Regions from separate parts of the Rattus norvegicus genome. Here region 2 is linked to region 1. The links are chromatin contacts, called in public Hi-C maps. All regions are on one chromosome and are shown on one strand. The core of a region is the stretch at or near the end of the contact, and the rest is flanking DNA. Distances in the headings are between cores, read along the strand shown. Region 1 holds the start of Zcchc14 (zinc finger CCHC-type containing 14). Region 2 has its middle 34 kb from the start of Zcchc14.

The links. Hi-C and Micro-C count contacts between places; a contact is called where the count stands out from the background.
Region 2: a Hi-C map of liver shows a contact between it and region 1, with 1.9 times the contacts expected there. The contact joins the enhancer-like site here to the promoter of Zcchc14 in region 1. A contact is called at or near these places in 3 of 12 Hi-C or Micro-C datasets (hepatocytes and liver).

Annotation. Positions count from the first base shown.
Region 1 is chr19:66,624,099-66,629,956 of GRCr8, forward strand. It overlaps Zcchc14 (zinc finger CCHC-type containing 14), which reads right to left and starts at 3,038. Exons shown (of 13, transcript NM_001427306.1): 1 at 1,863-3,038. The coding sequence starts at 2,450.
Region 2 is chr19:66,657,986-66,663,843 of GRCr8, forward strand. No RefSeq gene overlaps it. Among named protein-coding and RNA genes, the nearest start is that of Zcchc14, 34 kb to the left of the region's middle. Within about 2 kb of position 3,371, at least 28 of the 93 cell types and tissues checked have an H3K27ac peak or open chromatin away from gene starts, as enhancers often do. A contact at or near this core is called in liver, where this site is marked.

The sequences.
Region 1 (5,858 bases), core at 1,788-4,287:
TTTAGGAGTGACTTAGAGCCAGGCAAAAGCAAGAGACCTGAGCAAATGGGACCCAGCCTTTATTGCTAAGGCCAAGCAATGTCCCTAACTTTCCAAAGAGGACCCCGACCCTGTCAGGCCCACAGGATTCCTGAAAACTGCAACAGCTGCGACACTCAGGGCAGACAGACATTCAAGCCAGACAATGCACGCCTCTACAAAATGCAGACAGCCAACGTGGCCGGGAAGCACATTGAGAGCACAGCTGCCAGCTGTCCTGTCACCTCTGGAGGACTTCCGCCCAGCCTGCTACAGCACAGGAGACAAAGGCTAGTGACCAGTGCCCAGACCCTCAGGACCAGATTAACTCCATCTCTCAATGGGGAGACTTTCGCCTGAGACAAAGGCTATCTGATACAACTTACTGTGAGGGCTGGCTGTAGTGGGGTGGGGCTCAGTGGCAGAGACCTGCCTGGTATGCACTAGGCTCCATCCCTAGTACTGTGTAGGTGGGAGAGGACCCAAGACATTTGTTCTAGGCACTTCTATTCTGAATTCACTGCCCTGCTAAAAGACACAGACTGACACAGACCCCTGACGTGCATAGCTTCACTCAACACAGTGAGTGGTCTGGCCGCACGGGGTGGGAGATAAGCTCCCGGTCTTGGATGAAACTAACTGCAGCTGATGAGACCACAGACAGGTGACAGGTGAGGAACTGAACTCTCCTTGGCCCTGCCTCTCTTTGCTGACAGCTGTCTGACACACGGGGAAGTGAGGTGGGAGAGTATGTATGTACTGAAAAAGAAGAAGGAGCCAAAGAGCAAACCGCAGTTTCAGAGGCCAATGTCGGTGACAAGATAAGATGCCACAGAAACCCATTCAGGAACCACAGCCGCCTCTTAGAGGAAGACATCAAAAAGGAAAAGCCACAACCCAAGGTTCAAAGAGAGCGAAAGAAAAACGACCAAAGCCTGAGCCTGACTCCCTGACGACCTCACCTTGCTCACCTTGGGCAGGGGAAGCGAAGTAAGAGTTTTAACTTCAAAAAACTCAGACTGCAGAGCATCTGGGCAGGAGGCCCAAACGTGGCCTCCTACAACCAAGGACACGGTGTGGGGCCTCAATGGTCCCTGGCACTGGAGAGCCTTTCTCTCACAACAAACCTGCGTGGCGGGCTCCAGGGCTGCTGACTACTGACGACCTCCAAAGGCCCAAATGCACACCGACTGTACCATCCACAACTATGGGCTGCAACTAAGAGGGCTGGCTACCCAGGAGATGAATTCCATCTTCTCTTCACTGTGTGAAGAGCCTTCAGCTTCCACAGAACCACGTGCTTCGCCAGTCCTCAAACATTTCTGAATGGATGGTCAGGTTGCCCTTCCTGCCCAGCAAGCCGACATCATCCTAAGACCAGATCCCACCTCAGTGAGCTTTGGTTCTCCCCGATGGTGGATCACCAGTGACAGCTACACGCAGACCTGCTGAGGCTGCGAAGCCCCCGTCAGGCTCTCCAGACAGACACGCTTACCAGCCTGCACAACCCTCACGAACACACACGCATTCACTCGAACCTGTACATCCGACCCCTGCCATGCACGCCCGGGGACACCTGTATCAGACAGGCAGGGCCCCCACCTAGGTCCAGGTTCCAGCACCACATCTGCTCAGTGCAAGTCGACAAATTGTTGAATGCACTGTCACCTAAGAGCTGAGCCTGACAGGACAAAGGCCTTATCCTGTCTCCAGCCTGGGCTGGGACACAGAACACACAAAGAGGCCGCGCGCTGACGCCAGCCACCTGGTCCCTAGTGGGTCCTCTTCCAGGCTGGCCAGTAAAGGACCCCAGCCGCGCTGTCTCACCGCGCGCGTGCGCTCACCTTGTGACAGGCCGAGCAGGTGGGCAGCGCGCCGCTGGGCCCGGGCGCGCTCTTGCCACCGCCACCACCGCCGCCGCCGCCGCCACCGCCACCGTTCAGGCTGCTCTGGATCTGCGTGAGCTCCTGGCGCAGCACCTGCTTCTGGTGGAAGCTGAAGGCCGGGTGGTTGGAGGCCATGGTGAAGAGCAGAAGGAACTCATCGCCCGTGCGGCCCTCGTTGAGCTGTAGCCCGTAGTTGTGGATGATGGAGTCGGTGTGCGTGAGCGTGCGGTACAACACGCCCGCAGCCTCGCGCTGCTCCGAGCCCAGCAGCGCCAGCGACACCAACAGCTTGCTGCGCACCACCTCGTCCGTCAGGTTGGTGAGGCTGCCCAGGTCCGCCGGATTGTTGGCCTTAATCTCGGAGTCGCGCAGCGAATGGTAGTCCTTGCGTGCCAAGTCCTCCAGGCACGAGCCGAGGAAGCGCAACTCGAGCGGGATGCACAAGTCCAGCAGGCCGCACAGGAACTCCACGCGCTGCGGTGACGGCAGTTCGGAGAACCAGCGGTACACGCCGTCCCTCTGCAGCGGGCAACGCTTCTCCACCATGCTGCCGCCCGCGCCGCGCCCGCCGCCGGGCCCGGGAGCCGCGCGCGGGCGGCCGGGGGGCGCGCAGAGCCGCGGCCGGGCGCCGGGGCCGGGCGAGGCCGCGCGCGCGCGAACCGGGCGCGGGCGCGGGCCGGGCGCGCGCGGGCCGGGGGAGCCGCCCGCCAGGGGCCCCGCGGCGGCCGGAGCCGGGGCCGCGGCCGGGGCGGCCGGGGACGGCGAGCGGCCTCGGGGCCGCCGCTCACGGGGAGGCGCCCTGCCCGCGCCCGTCCCCAGCGGCGGCCGGTGCGCGGCAGTGGCGGCGGCCGCTCCTCGTCGTCGTCGTCGTCGCCCGGGAGGCGGCCGCCCCCATCTCCCCGCGCGCCGCAGGGTCTGTCAGTGTGGGCCGCCCCCCGACGGAGCCGCCCCGGCCATGCCGCCTCCTGCGCTTGCGCCCAGGCCGGCCGTTACCCGCTGCGAGGCTGGGCGCGGCGCCCGGACGGGCCTGGCGCGGCGGAAGGATCCAGCGGGACCCGCGGACGGATCGCGGCCCGGGCCGTCGGAGCTGAGCAGAGCGCGCTCGCGAGCACGGGCGGCCGCGGCCAGCGGAGTGGGCGGGGTGGCCGCCTCTCGCGACAGCCCGGGCTGGCCGGGCCCGCCCCTCCACGCCGATTGGCCAGGCTGCCTGTCCTGCGTGCCGGCTCGTTTCAGCACCTCCGCAGGATTGGTTAAAGCCTAGGCCCCGCCTCTGAAAGGGACTGTCGATCACGCCGGGTCCGCCTGCACCCGCCCCCTACCGACCGGCGCTAGCGGATTGGTCGGTGGGAATCGGCATGGTGGAAAACCCGGGATGGAATTTTGGGCGCTTTTGTTCCCTCAGATTAGCCCGGAGCCTTGTTTTTTGGGCAAAGCCGGGCGTTGGGCCTCGGTGCTTTATTCACAAATGTGACGGCAAGGAGGCGGCGATGGGCCCAGAAGAACTACTGGCGCCGGACTTCCTTCTGATCTGCCCGAGCCGAGCTGTGTGACCTTGGGCGAGTCGCGATTTCTCTCTGAGTCCCTTTTGCCTCCCGGGAAGATGCGGGTAATAATACCCTCCCGGGGGGTTGCTGCTGGAAGGCAGTGAGCTCACAGTGGGCGAGCACCTGCGTTTTTGAGGCGGCGGGCCCGCCTAAAGGCGAGGATGATGGAAGGAGCAAGCCTTCTCCCCAGTATCTGCTAGCCAGGTCTGTCAGCTCGCCCTGTCAGCGGGCACCTCGGGCCCTGGATCCGAGAAAATGCAAACCCGCGGGCAGAGGCAGGGCTCTAGGACTGCCACCACCCTGGCTTTTGGTTGGCACCGGGATGCAGTTGGGGGAGGGGCAGGCGGGCACCTATCCCCTTCCAATGCTTTGGATACAGGGCCCGCCCGGTACAGACAGAGAAACTGAGGTCCGGAACAAGAAGCCCCACTCCCATTCCTAGATGGCGTCCTCTGACATCCTGTAGGTATAGGCTGACTGTCCCTAGGCATCGAGTGTAGGACACCTGGGCTAAACTGAGCTCCCATACAGAGCCTGCAGCCTGGCCTGTGGAGCCAGTAAATAGATCCTTCCAGTCTGGTCCAAGGTGCTGAAAAATCTCTAGGCAGAACATTCCTGGCCTTGGATTTCCCACCCTGAGCGAACATTGCGGCCAAGAGACCAAGAGACTGTTCCCCTGGTCCTACCCACCTTCTTGGGCACATTTCTCTGGCTACACCAGTGTACTGGGTGGCTTAGAGGGAAAGTTCACCAACCCCAACCCCTTTACCCAGAGCAGGCTACTGAATGAACCATAATTATCTGCAGTTTGGGGGAAACATCCATTCCTAAACCTAAGAGCCAGGAAGCAAGGAGCTGACCTGGAACACAGCACACCCCTACTGCCCGCAGGAGTGCCCTAGAACCCACGGACCCTTGGATTCCTTGCCCAGACTTCAACTGGCTGTGACCTGGGCCATCTTCTCAGCCCTTCCGAGCCTCAGTGTTCTCATCTGTAAAGACAGCCTAAAGCCCAGCCAGACACATGCTACTGGTGGTCGTGGGTGTTGCCCAAGGCCCTTTCTAGCTGGGAAGCAGAGGACTGGAACCATAAAAGGCCCCAGGCTGAGCTCCTTCTGCTCTTCCAGCTCTTGCTGGGTGTGGTATTTAAGGCCATCCTGGATTAAATAACAGCCCCTGAATGTTCAAGTCCACCTGGACCCTCTACGCGTAGCCTTGTCTAGAAATAGACGCATGTGCCGGGTTAAGGAGAGGCTCCAAATTCAATGTCCTAATAGAAAAACTGTATCTTCCTTGGAGTCAAGGGCAGAAAGGTCGTGTAAAGACAGACCCTAGGTCAAGCAACGGCACTTCCGAGGAGGCTAGACCGATCCTCCCCCGTGCCCTAGGGACATGGCCACCACAACTTGACTCTAAATGAAGGCCTCCAGTGAGGAGGATCGAAGTCAGTCCTAAGAGCAACCACAGGAAACCAGGGGAAGGTTGTGTCCCCTTTGCTTCGGCTGTAGAACCCTATAGACCAACCTCAATTGGGGTTTGGGGTCATGGAGATGAGAGACACAAGTCCACACACCCAAGCTTTAGAGATCTCTCATCTCTAGCTTGTCTTCCCAGGCTCAGCTCAGTCCTGAGCACGCTCTGTCCCTGTCACTGTTGCCGGACCTCCTTGAGCTCCAGGCCTCCTGTTGGTTTGCAAAGTTCCAGGTGTCTGTGGCAGGTCTAGGACTCCTTCCTTGGCACAGCCTTGGCCGTGGGCTCCTGGGCCTTCCACTCCAGTGCTTGCATAGGTCTGAGGGACTGCAGACTGCATGCCAGTTCCAACCTTCATCCTCTCCTCACCTAGCCTGTCCACTCCTTCCAAAGTATGGGAGCCCAGGATATTAGGAAGGACTGGGGGACACCTAGGGAGTGCTGGGAACCGACCCTGGGGCTCAGGCTGAACCAGAAGGGCTGCTGAGCTTCTGAGGGATCAGTGCAGGAGAAGGCCTGCTGTAGATGGAAATGGCTGTCATTCAGGCCCCGAGGCCCCCTGCCTGGAAGCGCATCTGAGGGGATGCTGCTGATACACACAGACCTGAAGCCATCCAGAGCCTTATCCAGCCTTGGGCAACTCAGCCTGCCCGCCTGCCTGCATTTATGTTTGTTCCAAACGGGCTTCCATTGGGAGTAAGCTGGGAAGAGGGGACTCCCTCCCAGAGAACCGAGCACAGCACAGATTACTTGAGACAGAAATGTGGTAGTCATCCCTCAAGCCCCAGAACAGGCCACCCCAATGATGTGAAGTGCCTGTATTTGTCTCCGGCCATTCTAGTAATCCAGACTCCAGGACTGCACATCACCCTCCTCCCCAAGGGCCCTTCCCACCCAGTGCCAGGGTCCTGCTTTTTCCTCTGCCTCCCCATCCAGCCAT
Region 2 (5,858 bases), core at 2,121-4,620, 34 kb after region 1:
CCTGCTACAGTGCATTGTCATCCTGGTCTCAGTGGTCATTTGGAGGTGGCCTATGTCCCAACTAGCCTCAGTAAGGTTAGCCAGCCCAGCTTCCCAGCCTGGGGTTATCAACTTGCCTCAGAGGCAGCATGGCCAGCCTGGGGTTATCAGCCTGCCTCCTCAGGGGCAGCATGCAGGCTGGTAAGGGTCCTTCCTGGTGTGTCCACGGTGGCCTTCACTTACAGTCCAGATGAGGAGAGGGAGAGAGCGCCCCCTGGTGCCCTCTGTTACAAGGGCACTAACCTCATCCCAAGGGCCCTACCTCGTGGCCTCATCTGACCTTTTTGCAACCTGATTCCAGATTTGTACCTGCATTTCCATCTATCACCCCGTCCATGGCTCTAGAATGTGGGTCTAACCTGGGGTTCTCCAGCCTGGCTGCCCCCCCACCACACTCCTTGAGGCAAGCTGAAAGCAGTCCCCTGAACTCCCAGGTGAAACTTGGTATTGGAAAGGTTTTGTTTGTTTCTGTGTTCTTGTGTTTTTTGTTTTTGTTTTTTTGTTTGTTTGTTTGTTTTGTTTTTTGTGGCTTCTCTTGTAACAGAGTCTCATGTAGCCCAGACTGGCTTCAAACTCCTTTTGTAGCTGAAGCTTTGACTCCAGATCCTTCTGCCTCTACTTAGCCAGGTCTGGCGGCTGTGGGTTACCACAGCTGATTTTTTAAAAACTTAACTTGTGCATATGTGCATGATAAGGCCTCAAAACCGAGGGCCCTATTTAACACATCAAAGTGGACTTGGCTGCCGATTCTCCCAGCATCCCTCAGTCTGGTTATACCACTACGCTAAGCTTCTCCAGCCCAGGGGCTGGGTTGCCCTTCCCTGTCCAATCCAACCATTTTGGTTACCTGGTCCATTTATGTATGTTTATTCTCCTGGCCTCCTGGTCTCCCACTCTCCTCTCTCCTTCCCCTCCCCACCCCCCTCCTCACAGGGCTCAGGGTTCTGTCCACTCTGGACTCCCTCACCTTCTCCTTGACCACAGCTCTTTTTCAGTTTTTCCTTTTCATTCGGAGGTGGTCAGAGGACGACTTATGAGAGTTCTCTCTTTCTACCATGGGATGGATCTTGGGGTGGAACTCAAGTCCACTGCGATGATACAGAAAGGGCCATTGCCCGCTGAGGCATCTCCACAAAGCTGCTCTTGCCGTTTTAAGAGAAATGCTCCTGATATCTGGGAAAGAACAACTCTCGGGAAAACTCAGGATTCGCTGGGATCCACCAGCCGTGTATACTCCCACGTCAGGGTCATCTCTCTGCCCTCTGGATCCTCTGACTGCTTGGGCTAACAAGGGCACTGTCACCAAGCTGACAGTCAAGTGACGGCAGCAGTGTCCGAGTCCCTTCTCAAGACACCAAAAACCAACCAGCCAAACAAGCAAACAAACAAACAAAACCCTTTAAAGTCGAGAGAGAATGTAGTGTCCAGGCCCACTCTGCTGCTTAAAGAGAGAATCTTCCTCAGCTGTCAGTTATGAGTTGCCTATGACCCTTGACATTTGACCTTCTCAGGGGTCAGGGTTTACGTGGCCACACTCACCTGCCAAAGCAGAGACAGATCTGTTCAGATCAGCGGTGATAGACCTCCCCTAAGTACCTGAGATAAACACAGGGCTTCTTTAAAAAAAATTATTGTTTTTATTTCAAGTGTGTGGGTGTTTTGCCTGAATATATGTCTGCATGCCACATGCATGTCTAGTGCCCACAGAGCCCAGAAGAGGTCATTGGATGTCCTGGGACTGGAGTTACTGACATTTGTGAGTTACCATGTGGTTGCTGGGAATTAAGCCCAGGTCCTCTGGAAGAGCAGTCAGTGCTCTTAACCGCCTAGCCACCTCTCTAATCTCTTGCCTGACTGGCTGCCTGCTTGCCTTTCTTCCTTCCTTCCTCTCTTAGATGGTGTCAAACTGTCTATCAGAGGACATCCTTGAACTTCTGACCCTTCTGCCTTGTCCCCTCCCCCAGTGCTAGGATATGGGGTGTGCCACCACACCCCTGTGGTGCTAGGGGTCGTTGTATGTTGAGCAAGCACTCTACCCAGAGACCCTTTTTATTTCTCTTTCTCCCTTTCTCTGAGCTGCTTCCTCCCTGCACTCTCAGACCCCAGGCACTGGGCGGCTCTGCCCACCTTTCCCTCAAACTGATTCAGCAGTTGCCCTTTGCCACCTGGAGCTTGTGCTGAGCCACAGAAAGGGTCCTCCTTAGATCTGTAGAATACCTGGTCAGCATTTTATTGAGCCTCCAGGTTGAGCTTCTGCACCCCTCACACCGCTCAAGGTGGCCTCCTCTGATCTGTCAGCTGCATCCCTGAAGGCCAACTCTAGCTGCTTCAGGATGAAGAGACCCAGCCAGCAAGGGCAGATCTGGCCTGAGCCAACCAGTTTCCCAGGCCAGGACCTCACTTCCCTTTCCCTGTTGTGGCATTGGCCACTAAGAACCTGCCAGTGGAGCCCACCTCACCCTGACCGAACTAGAAATTATTTATAGAACTGAACTCCACAGAAACCATTGTCTGCTGTTGCCATGGCAACAGAGCTATGAGGAGCCCTAGGCTCCCGGGGACTGGTGGAGGCCTTAATGACGGTGGATTTCTACCCAGGAGGCCTGGGCTCATAGCTACCATCAGAGAGATCTGGGGTGGAGCCCCTCCACACACACCCCCCTCCCGGCATTAAGGGCCTGTCAGGTGTTGGATTTTCTTTAAATCTACTCGTGAAGCCATTTAGAACTGAACTAGGCTAACTAGACACAGGAAAAACAAGGGGCCAATTCAGCCAGGCGCGGTGGCTCGAGCCTGTCATCCCAGCACTCAGAGGGCAGAGGCAGGTGGATCTCTGTCTGTTCCAGTCTAGCCTGGTCTACACAGTGAGTTTCAGGAGAGCAAGAGCTACATAGTGAGATCCTGTCTCAGGGGGGAAAAAAAGAGGCAAATTCACAGTTGTTGGCTTGACAGGGACATTGAAGAGCTACCGTGTCAGCAGAGCCCCCTGTAGCTGCAGCTGCTCAAACAGGAAGGTCAGAAGACGACGTTCCAGACCAGGGTGGGACCAGCATGGTGGACCAAGATGGCTGCCAACTGATCTCTGCTTCCCTAAAGAGTATCTTTACATGATCTGCCTCACACGCTTACCTGCTCCTGTCCCTCATTTGAGGACAGAAAAGACAGTAGCCCCTCCCCAAGTCTAAGTCCTGGACAACCTCCCCTCTGCTAAATGCTATCAGAGGTCCCAGCAATGTGACCTCCCCAGAAGTCACTTCTCAGTCCTGAGCGTGTACCTTTGCTCTGTTTCTGATGGCCATGGAACCTGCCTACAGGAGTCAGAGGTCTCGGGCAGGCTGCCCATCGCTAAGATCCGCCCTACCCCCCGGCAACTGTTGCACTAACAGGACCTGCTGTCTGATGAGAGAGCCCAGATCCGGCTCCTCCCCCTGACAAGACTCCTTAGACAGTGGACCGGGAAGCTGGGGTTTAACCTTCAGATTAGTTCAAATTTGTGGGACCCAGTGACCCAGCCACAAAAAAAGACAGGAGGTCACCCCCACAGTTGTATCACACCCTGCTAACAAGGGTGGCTGGAAACAGAATACTTATAAATGCCATCTTAGAAAGCGGGGGTTCTCTCAGTGAGGGGAAACCCATGGCCTCTGGCATCTGCGTGGCCTTTGTGCTTGTGAGTAGATGTGTGTGTGTGTGTGAGGGAGAAAGCCATAGGACATTTGCTCATGGTTAGGAGCTCCCAGAAGGGTAGGTATGCTGTAAATGTACCCGTGAATGCAGCACCCCAGAACAACACACGACCATCATCTCGGTGCCTCTGAGGGTCCAGTGTTATCCACCTCAGCCACCTCAGCTTGTTGGGGTCTGCTCTTCCAGGAGGCTTGGCTGTCAGAGCATCTGCTTCCTTCCCAGTTCACCAGGACTACTGGCAGAGTTCACTTTCTGCAGCTGTAGGCTGGAGAGCCTGGTTTTATGGCTGGCCGTCACCTAAGACTTCTCAGGTCCCTCGCTACACCCCACTATCTGTTTTAGCCTCCCCTAAAGGCTTCCACCGCTGGGGAGACCCCAGGCTTACAAACACCGACAAGGACAGAGTCACAAGTATGCTGTGTAGTTGGTTGGAAGCAGGTCTCAGGCCTGCTGTCTCATCAGGACAGTGGGACTCACTGTGTGCAGGTCGGCCCAGCATGAGGCCACCACAGTCAATACTGTACCAACATTACGAAGGCCTGAGCTGCAGGAGATTTTCAGTTCCTGCTGTGTTACCCTGCCTCCGCCATCTCTGGACCTCTCAGTACAGCCAAGAAGTACAGAACCAGTGAGCCTTCACAAGCCCAGTTCTGCACACAGCTAATGTTTTCTCTGGGTTCAAAGAGGACTTTAGCTCTGGCTTCACAGAACTGGCACAAGAAGAGTTTTCTAGCTCTGACCAAACGGAGCAAACTGGTAATGGCTGACAGCTGCCTCAGGCCCAGAGTTTTCCCCAGGCATCTTGTGTTCTGAAAGACGCTCAGAGGCTCTTGCCCCAGCTATTCACCCAGAGCATGGAGGCTCAGAGCCCTGTGTGGGGTCAGCTTCAATGGCATACCCTTCCCGCAGCAGTCACTGTCTCACCGGCAGCCAGCTGGGCTCCACTGAATTACAACTTGCCAGCAGACAGATGTGCCCAGACAGGAAATGGCCTTGTGGGACTGGGGCACCGGGCTGGAGCTGAGTCTGGACCATGTGTTTGGTCATTGCTGTTCATGTAGGAAGGCAGGGCCAGACCCTAGACCTTGGAGGACAGATGGTTCTGAAATAGATTGGGGGTGGGGACTCAGGGGTGGGAACATGGCCTGAGATGTGACAGAGAGAAGAAGGGAGCCAGCAAGGACAGGAGGGAAGGACAGTTTCGAACTAAACAAAAGTATGGAACTCTGGGGTAAACCCCTGTGAGATGTACTGCTTGGGATGGGGAATGATTTCTCTTTCAACACATTACACCCATTTACCTATTTTCTGTGGGGATGCACATGCCACAACATACATGCATGTATGTGGGTGTGGACATGCCATGGCATACTGTATGTGTGTGGGTATGCACATGCCATGACACACATGCATGTATGTGGGTATGCACATGCCAGGGCACACATATGTGTGTCTACATGCCATGGCACACATATATGTGTGTGAGTGTCCACATGCCACATTACACATGTATGTGTGTGTGTGTGTGTGTGTGTGTGTGTGCACGTGATACAACACCCATGTATGTGTGTGGGTATACACAAGCCACAGCACACATACATGTATGTGGGCATGCACATGCCAGGGCACACATGTATGTGTCTACATGCCATGACACACATGTATGTGTGTGGGTATCCACATGCCATTGCATATGTGCAGAAGTCAGAGGGCAGCTTTCAGGAGTCGGTTCTCTTACTTCCACGAGGTAGGTCCCACATTCAAACCGAGGCCTTCAGGCTTGGTGGCAAGTGGCCTTACCCTTTGAACCAGCTCGCCTGCCTGAAAGATGCCAGCAAGCTCCCAAAGTACAGATAGTGGAGGGATGAGGTGTGGTGCTCCTCAAGGCCAGCCTGGGCTACATGGGACCCTGTCTCAAAACAAATCAAAAAAGCAGACCATGCAAGGGGTCACACTCCTTTAGTCCCAGTGATAATGACTTAGGGTTTCTGCTGCTCTGAACAGACACCATGACTATGGCAACTCTTATAAGGACAACATTTAATTGGGGCTGGCTTACAGGTTCAGAGGTTCAGTCCATTATCATCAAGGCAGAGAGCATGGCAGCATCCAGGCAGGCATGGTGCTGGAGA